Linked DNA regions of Mus musculus: region 2 is linked to region 1. The links are chromatin contacts, called in public promoter capture Hi-C maps. All regions are on one chromosome and are shown on one strand. The core of a region is the stretch at or near the end of the contact, and the rest is flanking DNA. Distances in the headings are between cores, read along the strand shown. Region 1 overlaps Tcf7l1 (transcription factor 7 like 1 (T cell specific, HMG box)). Region 2 has its middle 15 kb from the start of Gm31547.

Region 1 (6,350 bases), core at 747-3,246:
GGAAAGACTCTTATTCCCTGTCCCAGGTCGGCAGAGACCTAAGTAATGGCGAGATCCCAGCTGTATGCCCAGGAGAGTGTTGTTCCTTCCCGAGGCAGCCAATGAGGGGCTAGGGACTCAGACACAAATCCTCCCCTAAGCTAGTATGGAAGAAAGAAAGAGAGAGAGAGAGAGAGAGAGAGAGAGAGAGAGAGAGAGAGAGAGAGAGAGAGAGAACCTCAGGGTAGTATCTGCAGTTTCTGCAGCCAGAGGAGGGCTACTCCAACATCAGCCTGGCTGTGGACGCTTGCTTTCCAGGTCCCTCCCGTCACTGATATTCTGGTCACTGAGTATCTTCCCTTCCATGTGGTACTCAGCACACACCCAGATGCCTCCCCTCATCCAGTGCTTCCGTGATGTTCCTTTCCACTCTGATTTCACTGTATCTCTTCAGCTCATACTATATGTTTATCACCTTTCTAGAAAAACTGTGCAAAAAAAAAAAAAATCACAGAGTGGGTAGGAGAAAACACCCAGTCCACTGCCTCTGAGCAGTATTGAGGTACCGTGGTGTTTCTTGGAGGGGAGAATCAGGAGAACTTTGCACACAGATAAGAAACTGTCTGCACTGTGCTGAGGACATGAGAACCTGTCTCTCTCTGTGGTCACATCAGGGACTGAGGACTCTGGATGACTAGAGGAAACCTCACAGCAGCCAGGAAAAGAGTATGGGGACTCCAGAGAAGGGTCCCCAAGTATTTGAGAGGAGCCCACACGCATTATACAGGGAATCTCAATCTGGCAGCTAAGGAAAATGGAGTGTGCAATCCTCTAAACAGGGACCCTTCTGGATGGTTAACTTATGTCAACTTGACATAGACCAGAGTCACCTGGGAAGAGGGAATTTCAATTTAGGAACTGTTTCCATCAGACTGTTCTGTGGAAATACCTGTGAGACATTCTCTTGATTAATGATTGATGTGGGAGCACCCAGGCCTGTGGACAGGGCCTTCCCTGGACAGGACTGGTCCTGGCTGTGGGAGATAGTAAACTGGGAACAAGCCAGGAAGCAGAGTTCCTCTGTGGTCTCTGCGTCGGTGCCAGCCTCGGCTTCCCTCGGTGATGGAGGCGACTTACCCTTTCCTTCCCAAGTTCCTTTTGATCAATGTTTTATCACAACAGAAAGGTAAACTTAAAACAGCCTTTTCCTACCTCTCTTCTGCACAGTAGTCAGATAATTGTTTTTAAATGTGTACCGGTGCTTGCCTAGCATTATGTGAGCCTCTGGGTTAAATATCTAGCACCACAATACAAACAGAGAGTAGCATGTGTGAACACGCGTGTATATGATGCAGTCCACCAGCACATCCCTCCCTGTCCAAAGTCTCAGCATTAGCCTGTGGTTCAGCACAGCCTATGAGGGCTGTCTGGGGTGGGGGTGGGGGTGTAGTAGTGGTGGTGGCTCTGTTTCTTCCACACCTTCTGCCCCAGGGTAGGCTGGGATGCTAGGGGGACACAGACTTAAACTGTCTGTGTTTATAAGAGTTCTAAAGAGCCAAGCTCAGTCCTTGTGTTTATGTGGCAGGTGAGTTTATCAGTTGAGCCTTTTTTCCCGTACCCGGAATCCATCACTCTCCTTCTCCGTTTCTCTCTCACAAACACAAGTGTGAGGGAGCAAGTTTCCGCCTACACACAGAAGCCAGAAGGCACCTAGGGTCCCGCTCTCGTTCTGCCTCATTCCTCTCAGACAGTCTCTCTCCCTCTCTCCCTCACCCACGGAGCCATCTCCCCAGCCCTTCGTGGAAAGATTGGCATATGTATGCATTCGGTACCCAGCAGTCTTACACATGCATGGCCTTCCATCACATGATAGAGAGGGTCTCATCCTGCAAGCCCCTTTCTCCTACAAGTTCTAGAGGCTGCCAAGGAGCCATTGGTTGGCAAGGGTGTGATGTGGGGGCATCTCTCTCCCGCACCTCTTGGCTGCCATCTGAGATGTGAAAAAAAACTGACTGAGAAACATCCCCAGACAGTGCCAGCTAACAGTGACATTCCATAGATAGCGACTATAGACTAAACTGGGTGGGACACAGCTCAGCGCCTGTAAGCAGGGAGGGGAAGAGGGGGAGATTTTTTTTTTCCCTTCCTAAAACACAGTAACAGTAAAAGCCAGCGATACTTTGGGGATAAGTTGGATCTTAATGGATATGTGAAATCTGTGCCTTTTGTTTTTGTTTTTAAGGAAATGGAGAAAGGAAGGAAGCTGGAGGGTTTGAATTTGTTCTGCTAGCTTTGGAATTCTGCAAAATCAGGAAATCAGAACGTACCAGTTCTCAGAGCAGTGACATTTAACTTGATTGGGAAGGGCACACCCAAGGTCACCCTTTAAAAGGGTTTGTCTTCCTCCGCAACATTTTGTTTTACCCAGCCTTTTGGAGCTCAGCACTTTTGGCTTCTTCTCACAGTGTGGGAAAACAAAATTGGAACATGACTGTTGCCTCTTAAGAGTGCTTTGTCTGGCCCCAGTGCCTTCTCCAGGGTGGGGCTCTGTAGAGGTTTGCTGATTGACTTACAGATGGAAGGCTACAGGAAAGGAGTGGAAGGAACAGGGGTGGGGGTGGGGGCTTCCTTCCACTTCTTGGCCCAGAGAACTGGATGTGTTTTATGCAGTCCTTGTTCATGGAAGATAATTTAGGCTCTAGGTATATTTTTAGTTTATTGGTTTAAAACTTAAAAATAATAATAATTCGAATGTAGCCACCATTTATTTTTAGTACTGTAACTAAACTCTGTTAAGATGCTGTTATTTGTACTCTCTGAGGGACTGGATAACTCCATGTGTCCAGGAATAGCCTGTTCTTGTTGCTCAGTGAATATTCCTTTCAGAACCACCCTGATCCTTTCCCTTTGCAAAATCTTAGGTCTAAGAGACGTCCCAGAAGACGACAATGGGAATTTCTTCTTCTACCTGGGCCTTGAGTGAAAACTGTACTGTTTTTCACTGAAGGCCCCAGAGGGAAGGAGTTGTAAGTGTTACTCTACAGGTCTGTCTCAAACTCCACACTTCCCTCATTTATGTGCACGGCATTGTGCCACGAGGCTGGAGACCTTCTAGCCTCCAGCTTCTCCTAGATATTCCTGTTCATCTGGGGCTAGCAACAGGGACTCCACATTGGATGAAGTCTGGGTCTCCACTTTTCTACTTGTAGACACGTTGTGCTCAAGAATCCCCCCGCCCCGGGGTGGGGTTTCTGGGTTCCAATTGGGATGTAAAGTGAATAAATACATTAATTAATGGAGGGAAAAAAAAAGAATTCTATGTTTCTGAGGCTAGAGAGATGGCTCAGGGGGCAAAAATACCAGAAGTGTGAGACCAAGGCTGAATTCCAAGCATCTACTTACAAACTAACATGACCACGTGTGCCTGTAACACCATTATTGCAGGGGCCAAGACTGGTAAATTCGGACAGATCACTGCTAGCCAGCCAGCCTTGCAGTGAACTTCCTGTTCACAGTGCCATAAAGCAGAGAGTGATACAGAAGAAGACACCAGATGCTCCACTCTGGTCTCCACAGGCATGCACACCCAGACACAAATGCGCAACACGCATACCACACACATTCACACATCGTCTGTGGGATACCCTGAATAACAGCAGGGGCAATCCCATATGCAGCTCTCGAGGCTTGATCAGCTAACCTTCCCCTCCACCCTGGTTGAGGCCCTCATCACAGCGGATGTGCCAACATTTCCCATCCTGCCTTTCCTCAGCCTCTGCTCTGAGGCACAGTCACTGGACTCTGTTGGGCCCTCCCTTCCCCTTTCTGGAGAAGGTAAGCCTTTGGTGCATTTCCAACCTGTGAGCAGCCCCTTCTGCTCAGGCCCTGCAATGGGTGATATGTTCTATTTCTCCTCCTTACAAACTTTATTCTCTGATTCATTCAAGAATTGCCCCACCCCCACCCCAAAGACCTCAGTCTCCCTCATTTCTGCCTCCCTGTTGTTAGACGAGGCTGTTTTACGTCAGACTCTCCTCACAGTCTGCAATTTTGAAGGTCTTAAGCGAAAGGGCATGTTTTCCTTCCCTTTCCTCATTTAGATTACAGTTCTGTCACAGTGGGGCTTCCCGCCCATCCACAGACCTCAGAGCACCAAAATACCAGAGAAGGTGTCAGCGTGACTAACTGCTATGCCCTCCAGTCAAGGCTCTTCTGACTGTGACCAAGCAAAGTTGGTATTATTCAGTTCTGGTCATCCCCTATCCCCCTTCCCCCCGGGTTATTAATAATTAGTTTTATTGCAGTTTTAAATATTAATTCTAGAACTGGACATGGTGACACATGCTTGTAATCGCAGCACTTGGGGTTTGCAGAAGCAGGAGAAATACTGCAAGTTCAAACCCAGCATGGTTTCCATAGTGAGGCTGGTGTCTCCCCACCCACAAAACAAATAAGTAAATAAATAAAACTGCTAAGTCTAGGCTTGGAGCATATGTAATTCAGTGGTAGAGCACTTGCCCAGAGCGCCCATTGCCCTTGGTCCAATCCCCAGTGTTATATAACACATACATAAAAAAGAAACCACTGCATAGATGTTACAGCTACTCAGAACCTTAAGTGTTTAAGGTCACATCAACCCAGAGGCTGCAGAGGAGACCTAGCTACTATAGCTTACAGATAGGTGATAGGGAGCTTTTTAGTAATGTGGCCGGGACTCCCAGGCTTTGAGTTGCAAAGCGTTCATTTTGGTGCCTTATCCACGAAGCGTCTTGTATGACATAGTGCCCACCTCCCCCTCTGTACAAAGTTTAAGGAAGAACTGGGGGTGTGCCCAGCAGCTCTGCGTGGGAAAGCAATGTTTACACGTTATTCACAGAGGACCGAGTGTTTTGAAATAATCTGGGTCTGAATACCATCAGAGAACCTGGAAAAGGAGAGAAGAGGTCCAGGAGGGGAGAGCTGGAGTGTGAGAGAAGCTACTTGGCCAGAGGTGAGCCCAAGGCATGGGAGTGGCCATCTGAAAGGCCGGGTGCTGGTTCTGGATAAAGACTGAGGTGCTGATGCCACACTTGATGAGTCACTAGATATATAGTGTATCGCTTTTCATACGCACGGAGTGTCCTAAGGAGCCAGATGCATATTTCCTGTTACATGTGTTTCTGTACCCTTGTTAAATGAGTTTTGAGAGACATTGCTGCCGATTACAGACCACAGTGTGAATCTCGATCCCTAGAGGTGGCAGATGTGCGCACACGCGCGCGCGCGCACACACACACACACACACACACACACACACACACACACTTCTTAAAAACAACACAAAACCAAAAAGAACCCAACTCAACAGCAACCAAGCACATTGTGAAGTTCCAGTCACCAATGAAAGTTCAGGGGAAAGTTTAATTTGTTCATTCACTCAATGCATAGTTCTCAAAGGTGTTGTTGAAAGTGATTTTTCATAAAGATGAAAAGGAACAAGCTATATAGACTCATAGCAGAAAGGCACTCCAGGCAAAGCACAAACACCCTGAGGTGGGCTAATGACAGGCAGATTGAGTAGCAAGGAGCAGAGTGTGTGGGCTTGGTGGTGGCGCTAAAGAAGGTGCAATCAGAAAAGATGGACAGGAGGCCACTCAAGGGACTCTCTCTTACAGAGCACGCTAGACTCTGGCTTCCTCGTGGTGAGATGGACAGGGTGGTGTGGGGGCTCTTGTGTAAAGAAGTGATGTGCACTGACCCTCACTGGAGCTCTCGACAGCGGGGAAACAGGCAGAAAGGAACCGAGGTGGAAACCCCAGGTAGTCGTGGACAGTGCGATAGAAATGCGGATGTGTAGAATAGAAGCTAGGTAAAAGTCAGATTAGAGGTTTGTTTAGAAGGGAGAGGGCTACAGGACTTGCGGGCAGATAAGCACAGAGGGCCTGAGAAGGAAGAGTCAGGAATGTTGCCTGGCAACAGGAAGGAAGGAGGAGCCATTGCCGGAAGTAGGAAAGGCAGTAGAAGAATCTGAGTCCTGAGGAAATGGTCAGGCGTGATTGAGATGCTTTGGGGGCATCCGGTGAGGAAAGTGAAGAAGCTACCAGGAAACCACGAGCCCCGAGCAGCAGATCCCAGGGGAATGAGAGAAGAAAAAAGGCAAAGTTGCCTGGCGGGCATCTCAGCCTTCACTCCTGCTAGAAGAAAGAATGAGAACTGCCGATCGGGGCTGACTGAATAGTCAGCGCGCGCTGGGGACTGGACCCCTTCCTTGGCTTCCAGGAGTATGGCGAAAAGGAAAAAGAACCCGAGTCAGAAGCTGCAGAAGGAGACTTCAGCTGGGACAGTGTTGTGGCAAAAGCAGGCCATTGCTCCACAAAAGACGGACTTAGTGT
Region 2 (6,854 bases), core at 4,175-6,674, 300 kb before region 1:
ATGGCGCATAACTTTGATCCCAACACTAGGGAGGCAGAGGCAGGTAGGATCTCTCAGTTTGAGGCCAGCCTGATCTACAGAGTGAGTTCCAGGACAGCCAGGGATACACAGAGAAACCCTGTCTCAATAAAAAAATGAAAAAAAAAAAAAAAAACTAAAAGTCTGGACGTTGGGAAAGGCCAGGGCCAGAGATTAAAAACAGGATGGCTACTATTGAGATGTTATTTAAAGCCATAAGGCTGAGCTATCCATGGGACTGAACGAATACCAAGTGGGAGAGAAGAGATCTAGCCTTGGTCCCAAGGCCATCTGATAGTGAGAAATCAGAAGACCGAAGAGCAGTCAGACATGGACAAGGAGAAATGGTGGCAGAGGTTGTTGGAAAACCAGAAGGGTAGAAGCCAGCAGGAGAAAGGGCCTTCTGAGGGAATCAACAAGTGGTCTGAGGGTCGCTGGAGGTCAGAGCAGAGGAAGGGCTTGAGGCCTGGCCTCTCTCTGCAAGGAAACAGTGAAGTCCAGACAAGGCCAACTGGATGGCATCCTGGAAGCAAAAGCTGCCCTTCCCCCACTCAAAGAACAGCAGGGAGGACAAGGAGCTCAGAAGCAATGTCTCTCTGCAGGGGGAGAAACTGAGGCTTTCAAAGATCTACAGTCCTCTCTCTAAAGTTGCCATTAAGTGGCCCAAGAACCAGGTTCTATTACATTCTACTTATTTATTTGTCTATTTGTTTATTTGTCTGTTTATTATATATAATGTTGGGGGCAGGGAACACGTATCAGGATGCATATGTGGAGGTCAAAGGACAACTTCCCAGAGTCAGATCTCTCATTCCACCATGTGGGTCCCAAAGATGGAACTCAGGCTGTCAGGCTTGGTGTTGAGCATCTCTGTCCATTGAACCATCTTGCCAGCCCACAGGCTTTAAAGAACTTACCACGAGGCCTTACCATGCATACGGCTGTGCTTGCGATTCATTGTCTTTTGGCAATTAATGTTCTATTAAGTCGACCCAAGTGACACACATCTATAGTCCCAGCTAGTCTGGAAACAGGCAGGTGGATTTCTCAAGCCCAGAAATTCAGGGCCTTCCTGGGTAACAAAGCAGGGTTCCAACTCAAAAGAGAAAAAAAAAAAAAACTTTATTCAATGTACTGTCATTCAAGAGCTCTAGCTGAGCCTGGATCTTACAAGACTCTACTCAGCAACCCTTCCTGACCCCAGGAGACCTGCCCAAGAAACACTACACTAACATCAGTGAAGCCTTGGGGTACCAGCTTTCCCCAGCTTAGATTTACACAATTCACAAGCTTTTCTGCTTTTTGTACCTAGAGTGTGTGTGTGTCCCAGCTTAGATTTACACAATTCACAAGCTTTTCTGCTTTTTGTACCTAGAGTGTGTGTGTGTGTGTATGTGTGTATTATATATATATATGTATGTGATTATGTAATATACATATATATAAATGTATGTGTGAGTGAGTGGTTTCAGTGTCCACAGAGGTCGGAAGAGGGAGGACATCAGATCCTCTGGACTTAGAGTTACAGGCAAATGTTCTTAACTGCTGATCCATGTCTCCAAACACTCTAAAGTTGTATATTCATATATTCAAATATATATTTGCCAAGCTGGTATATATATATCTGTGACTTTGAGGCCAGCTTGGTCTACATAGTGAGTTCCAGGACAGCTAGGGATGTTATACAGAGAAACCCTGTCTAGGGGAGAAGAAAAAAAGCTGCCATGTGTGTAAAAGTTCAAAAGTTACATTTTAGTAAATAAACTGAGCCAAGTGCAGTGACAGTCTCAAGATTAGCCAACGTCAGTACATAGCAAGTTTGAAGCTAGTCTAGGCTACATGAGACGCTGTCTCAAAAAAGTTGGGGGGAGGGGGGGCTCTGGATGTTGGTAGAGTGCCTGGTGTGCACAAAGCCCTGATTTTATACCCCCCACATCCTCAATGCATAACACAGGGTTGGGTGGCACACCACTGTAACGCAGTGCAGGAGAGGCTGAGACCAGAGAGCCAAAGTTCTCAGTCATTCTCTAATACTCGGTGAGTCTGAAGCCAACCTGTGATCCATGAGATTGGGGAAGGAAGTCAGGGATGAAGAGGAGGAGAAAGGAAATAGAGAAAAGAAAGGAACCTTACCGTACAGGCTCCTTCAACTTACGCAGTTCTGTTCTGACAAACAGAACACCTGCCTCACTCCTGAAGCACAGCCACCGTCCTGAGGGCTATAGATACTGCTCTACCAGGCACGGCCTCAGCCACACAGGCAGGAAGACAGCCTCTGGGCCTCTAATCTGCAGTTCTTATCTTGCCTCTGCCGGGTGCCAAAGCCCCAGCCCAGAGCACTGACTGAACAGGTGTGTCTGCCTCTGCTGCCCTCAGACCCAGATCCTCAGCCGCAGGACAGTCTGTCTCCACAAACACAATCCACTAGCCCACTTCAGCATGACTCCCGTCCCCACATGCTAGGAACAAAAGCTGTGAACCTCAGTAGTTAAAAGAGAACAAAACTGAAAACATATCCCTTCTAAACCGCGTGGCAACAGTCCTCAAAAGAGAAAGACTTGCCTATGGCTGACTGAGACACAGGAAGCCACACCCTCAAGTCTTAGATTTGTAAGACACCTGTATAGTGCACAAAACAAAAAGCAAGGTTCCACAGGGGTACCTGGAGCCTTTGGCTCCTTGCATCCCAGGACCTATAGCACCTGTGTTTTCCCAAAATGACACCCAGCCACAGTGATATCACAACAAACTAGCCATGAGTTCCCCTTTTCATTCCATCCACGTTCACTGAGCACCTATTACTTCCAGACACTGAGAATACAGATGCAAATGCAATGGACAAGAACCCATTCAAGATCACGTAGCTGGGACGGGAAGGCAGCAAGCATCATTTTTAGCAGATCGGATTAAGTGCTACAGAGAAAACAAGCAAGGAAATAGACAAGAAGGATGAATTTGATCAGCAAAGGGCACATCATGAAACATGTGAGTCAAGAAGACTAGACAGAAGTAAAGGGGCATGCTTGTGGATAGATGGGGAAGAACTTTCCAAAAGAAGGAAGATCAAGAGAAAAGCTAGCAGACGAGAAAAGCAAGGATCAGTCAAGGGGTCTGTCCTCGTAGTGCTGTTGGGATTGTTTGTTGTTCGTGGCTTGATCTCTGCATCCTAGACTAGCCTCAAACATTCAGCGGAGGGTGATCCGGAAGCTGACTCTCCTTTCTGTATCCCTAACGTGCTGAGATTACCAGCATGTACTGCCAGGCACTCCCATTTTATGCCTTGCTGGGGATAGAACCCAAGGCTTCATGCAGGCTCTAAGCCAATGCTCTACCAACTGAGCTACATCCCCAGCCCCTGTTTGAATATTGTTAAAGAACAGATAGATGCAAGCTAACAAATGTTCAGGAAAAAAAAAATCCTGTAATACCTGAAGCCAGGTAAGGCTCAGACCTCTCTAATGCTTAAGCCAAGCAAGCTTACAAGCATATGGGCCTGCAGAATTGGATCCTTATTGCTGCACTGAATTGGAAACCAGACTCCAGAACTTTTATTCTGGGGTCTAAACACCCTCCCCACTATAGACCTACCCATGATCCTCCTCCACAACATGCAAATAAAGCATGTAGCCCAGTTTTCAAACCCACCTGCTGCCCTAAGACAAGGTAGGTACACAGAACACAGTAATCATTCTCAGAGGATGGCCCTGGAACCTGCCGGTATTCCCCAAGCCTGATCAGGGAAACTGTAAAGTCAAAATTATTTTCATAAGCCACGCATGGAAGTGCACTCTAGAGGCCGATGGAAGAAGACAGTGGTTTGGAGATCTTTCTGGACTACATGGGGAGTTAGATCCAGGCCAGCCTGGACTGTTTGGGGAGTTAGATCCAGGCCAGCCTGGACTACCTGGACTGTTTGGGGAGTTAGATCCAGGCCAGCCTGGAATACATAGTGAGTTAGATCCAGGCCAGCCTGGACTGTTTGGGGAGTTAGATCCAAGATAGCCTGGACTATATGGGGAGTTAGATCCAGGCCAGCCTGGTGTGAGACACTGTCTCAAAAATCAAAACTGATAAACAAAGTCCATTCTCAGACCTGGTAAGATAGCCATCTCACTAGTGGGCGTAAGGGACTTACTGCCAAGCCTGACAACCTAAGTTTAATCCTAGGAATCCACAGAGTGGAAAGAGAGACACCCCCCAACTCCTACAAGTTGTTCTCTGGCCTCCACAGATTCTAAGTGGCAAGCATACACCTCTCTCCACTCACCCCATCCCATCCCGCATACAATCAATGCTTTAAAAAAAAGACTTATTATGTCCTTGGGTTAGCAGGACAAGAGTGCCAACCCCTTGCTATTTGTCCCTAGAGTAGCAAGGGGTTGGCACTCACAGGGGCCCCCTAAGACCATCGAAAAACACAGACATTTACATTATAATTCATAACAGTAGGAAAGTTACAGTTAGGAAGTACCAATGATTATAATTTTATGGGTGGATTTCACCGTGACATGAGGAACTGGGTATTCAAGGGCCGCAGCATTAGGAAGGTTGAGAACCGTTGTCCTAGGGGAAAGGTGGACCCAAGATGAAGGAATGCTTGAGTGCGAAAGCACCAGAACAGGTTCCTCTGCAGCTGGAGTTATAGGGAGGTGGAAGGGTAAGGATCTGAGTTCAAGTCCCCAGGACCCACATAGAGCTGGACACAGTAGCATGCATCTATAATCCCCAGTTCTCCTACAACCAGATGAGAAGCAGAGACAGAAGGCTGCCAGGAAGCCGTTGGATCAGCCAGCCTGTGTACACAGCAGGAAACACAGGACCATACCTCAAACAAGATGGAAGGTAAGGACCAGCACGGAAGGTTGTCCTCCAACCTCCACACATGCTCCACGGCACATGTGTGCCTCTACTCAGACATTAGAACACACACACACACATACACACAAACACACACATTTAATTAGTTAATAATAAACTATACTAAATTAAACCTTTCCTGGTCATTTTAGAGCGCAAGCAAGCAACCAGGATCCAGAGGCTAACAAGAGACAAATAATGAGTGTGCCAAGTCCATCTTTCCTGAGTTTTCCACTGGAATCGTCCAAATTAAACTAAACTTCAGAAGAGTTTATTTCAGAGCAGCTTAGCGAAGGCCAGGAGGTCTGAGAGAAGGAGTGTGGTCACAGACTTGAATCAAGGCCATAAGGGTAAGAGAGAGAGAGAAAGAGAGAGAGACAGAGACACCGAGACAGAGAGAGACAGAGACACTGAACCAGAGGGGAGGTCTCCAGAGCTGCAGTAGTAAGGAGGCAGGGGTCCTGCAGAGCCCTGCAGAGGTTTGCACAGCCAAATGCATGCTTATTCAGCTCACTAGACTACAGCATGGAAAGGAAGTCAGAGAAAGCGAAAGTCGAAAGTGGAAGTGTGAGATGAATTAAGGGAGACTTGGGGGACCTGGTGAGGCTCTGGCAGAGGCAGAGGAGAAATGATGACTTTACAGAAGCTACACCTACACCCACCCAACCATTCCATGGTTGACTGAACTCTGGGAGAGAGAACTAAGTAGAAGCTTCCCGGAACTAGCATCTAGAAAGATCTGCAGATCACACCCTCCGGCCACCACACTGCAGCAGCCAGTGATTAAGATGTGAAAACACATAAGTCTCTAGTTGCACAAGCATCCCAGAGGTCCTTCAGTTTCCCCGTACTCCAAGCATGACTTCCCTCCAAAGCATTTACATTTCTCAGCTGGCAAAGTTCTGCCCCCAGCCTGGCTTGGAGAAGCTCCTTTGTGCAAAGGGCAACTGCTAATGCAGAGACTCAGCTCCTGTCAAAGTGCTGAGAACAAATGACTGCAGAGTGCAAGCCCTCAACAGTGCGTCTCTGCACCCATCTCCAACACCCAGGGCCCACGGAGGCAGATGGGGTGGGGAGATCGTAAGAGCTGGAGGATGGAGGGGAGCGTCCCGAAAAGCTGTCCCCTAGAAAGGGCATGGCCGTGGCAATCACAGACACACAACAGACATGGCCACCAGCACAAGACCTGCCCAAAAGACCGTGTAGCCCAGGCTAGCCTCACACTCATGATCTTCCCCCAAACTCACAAGAGCTAGGATCACCACCATGTGCCTCCTTGTCCAACCATGAAAACTTAAAAGCAAATTAAAACCACCTCTCAAACTGGTGAAAATGAAAGCTTGTCAGCAACCAATAGGAACATCAAACTCTTCTGTAAGGTACTTAGCGCCATTTAAAGTGTGTGTGCCTTTTGACCTCAAAATTGCACAATAGCATTATGGCCTAAGGAAATATTGACTCCTGTGTGCAGATGGTAATGGGGTGGGGAGGAGGAGGAAGAGATAGGAAAGAAAGAAGAGAGGAAAGGAGTGTAGACAGAAGAGAAAAGAGAGGGGGAGAAGAATAGAGAAGAAAAAGGAAGGGAGAGGAGACAGGGGAGGGAGAGAGCTGAAAGTTATGCTGGATGAATGCAACCAATGAGGAGAGCAGGAGCAGGTGGGTCCGGCATCCTGCATCCTAGAGGGTCTTAAAGCACGCCTCCGGGAATGAGGAAGTGACATCATTGGGCTCTTTGAAAAGCCTGAGGATTAGCTCTATTGCCTGTTTGTCAGCGCTGCAGCTGCTCGCCAGGCTGGAATCCTGTGAGGTATGCAGTGCGCTGAGCTGGCTGGATGCCTGTGGCCACCACCTGGCCTCTGAGATCCCACCAGCTTTTGGAACAAGGCCCTAGCATCTTGCAGCAGATACAGAGAGTTATGGCTGGGCCAGTGGGGGATAAAGAGACCTCTTCTCAACTTCTCTTTTTCCTTCTTCCTTGT

What was found. Promoter capture Hi-C pulls out the DNA fragments that hold promoters and counts their contacts.
Region 2: a promoter capture Hi-C map of liver shows a contact between it and region 1, with 3 times the contacts expected there. The contact joins two enhancer-like sites. A contact is called at or near these places in 6 of 39 promoter capture datasets (the HPC-7 cell line, embryonic stem cells, liver and 2 more).

The regions. Positions count from the first base shown.
Region 1 is chr6:72,690,412-72,696,761 of GRCm38.p6, reverse strand. The region is part of intron 3 of Tcf7l1 (transcription factor 7 like 1 (T cell specific, HMG box)); the gene reads left to right. Gm31391 (a long non-coding RNA gene) reads right to left here. Exons shown (of 4, transcript XR_003956315.1): 4 at 4,823-6,350. Among named protein-coding and RNA genes, the nearest start is that of Gm31391, 38 kb to the right of the region's middle. Within about 2 kb of position 1,996, at least 25 of the 459 cell types and tissues checked have an H3K27ac peak or open chromatin away from gene starts, as enhancers often do. A contact at or near this core is called in liver, where this site is marked.
Region 2 is chr6:72,988,996-72,995,849 of GRCm38.p6, reverse strand. No RefSeq gene overlaps it. Among named protein-coding and RNA genes, the nearest start is that of Gm31547, 15 kb to the left of the region's middle. Within about 2 kb of position 5,424, at least 98 of the 459 cell types and tissues checked have an H3K27ac peak or open chromatin away from gene starts, as enhancers often do. A contact at or near this core is called in liver, where this site is marked.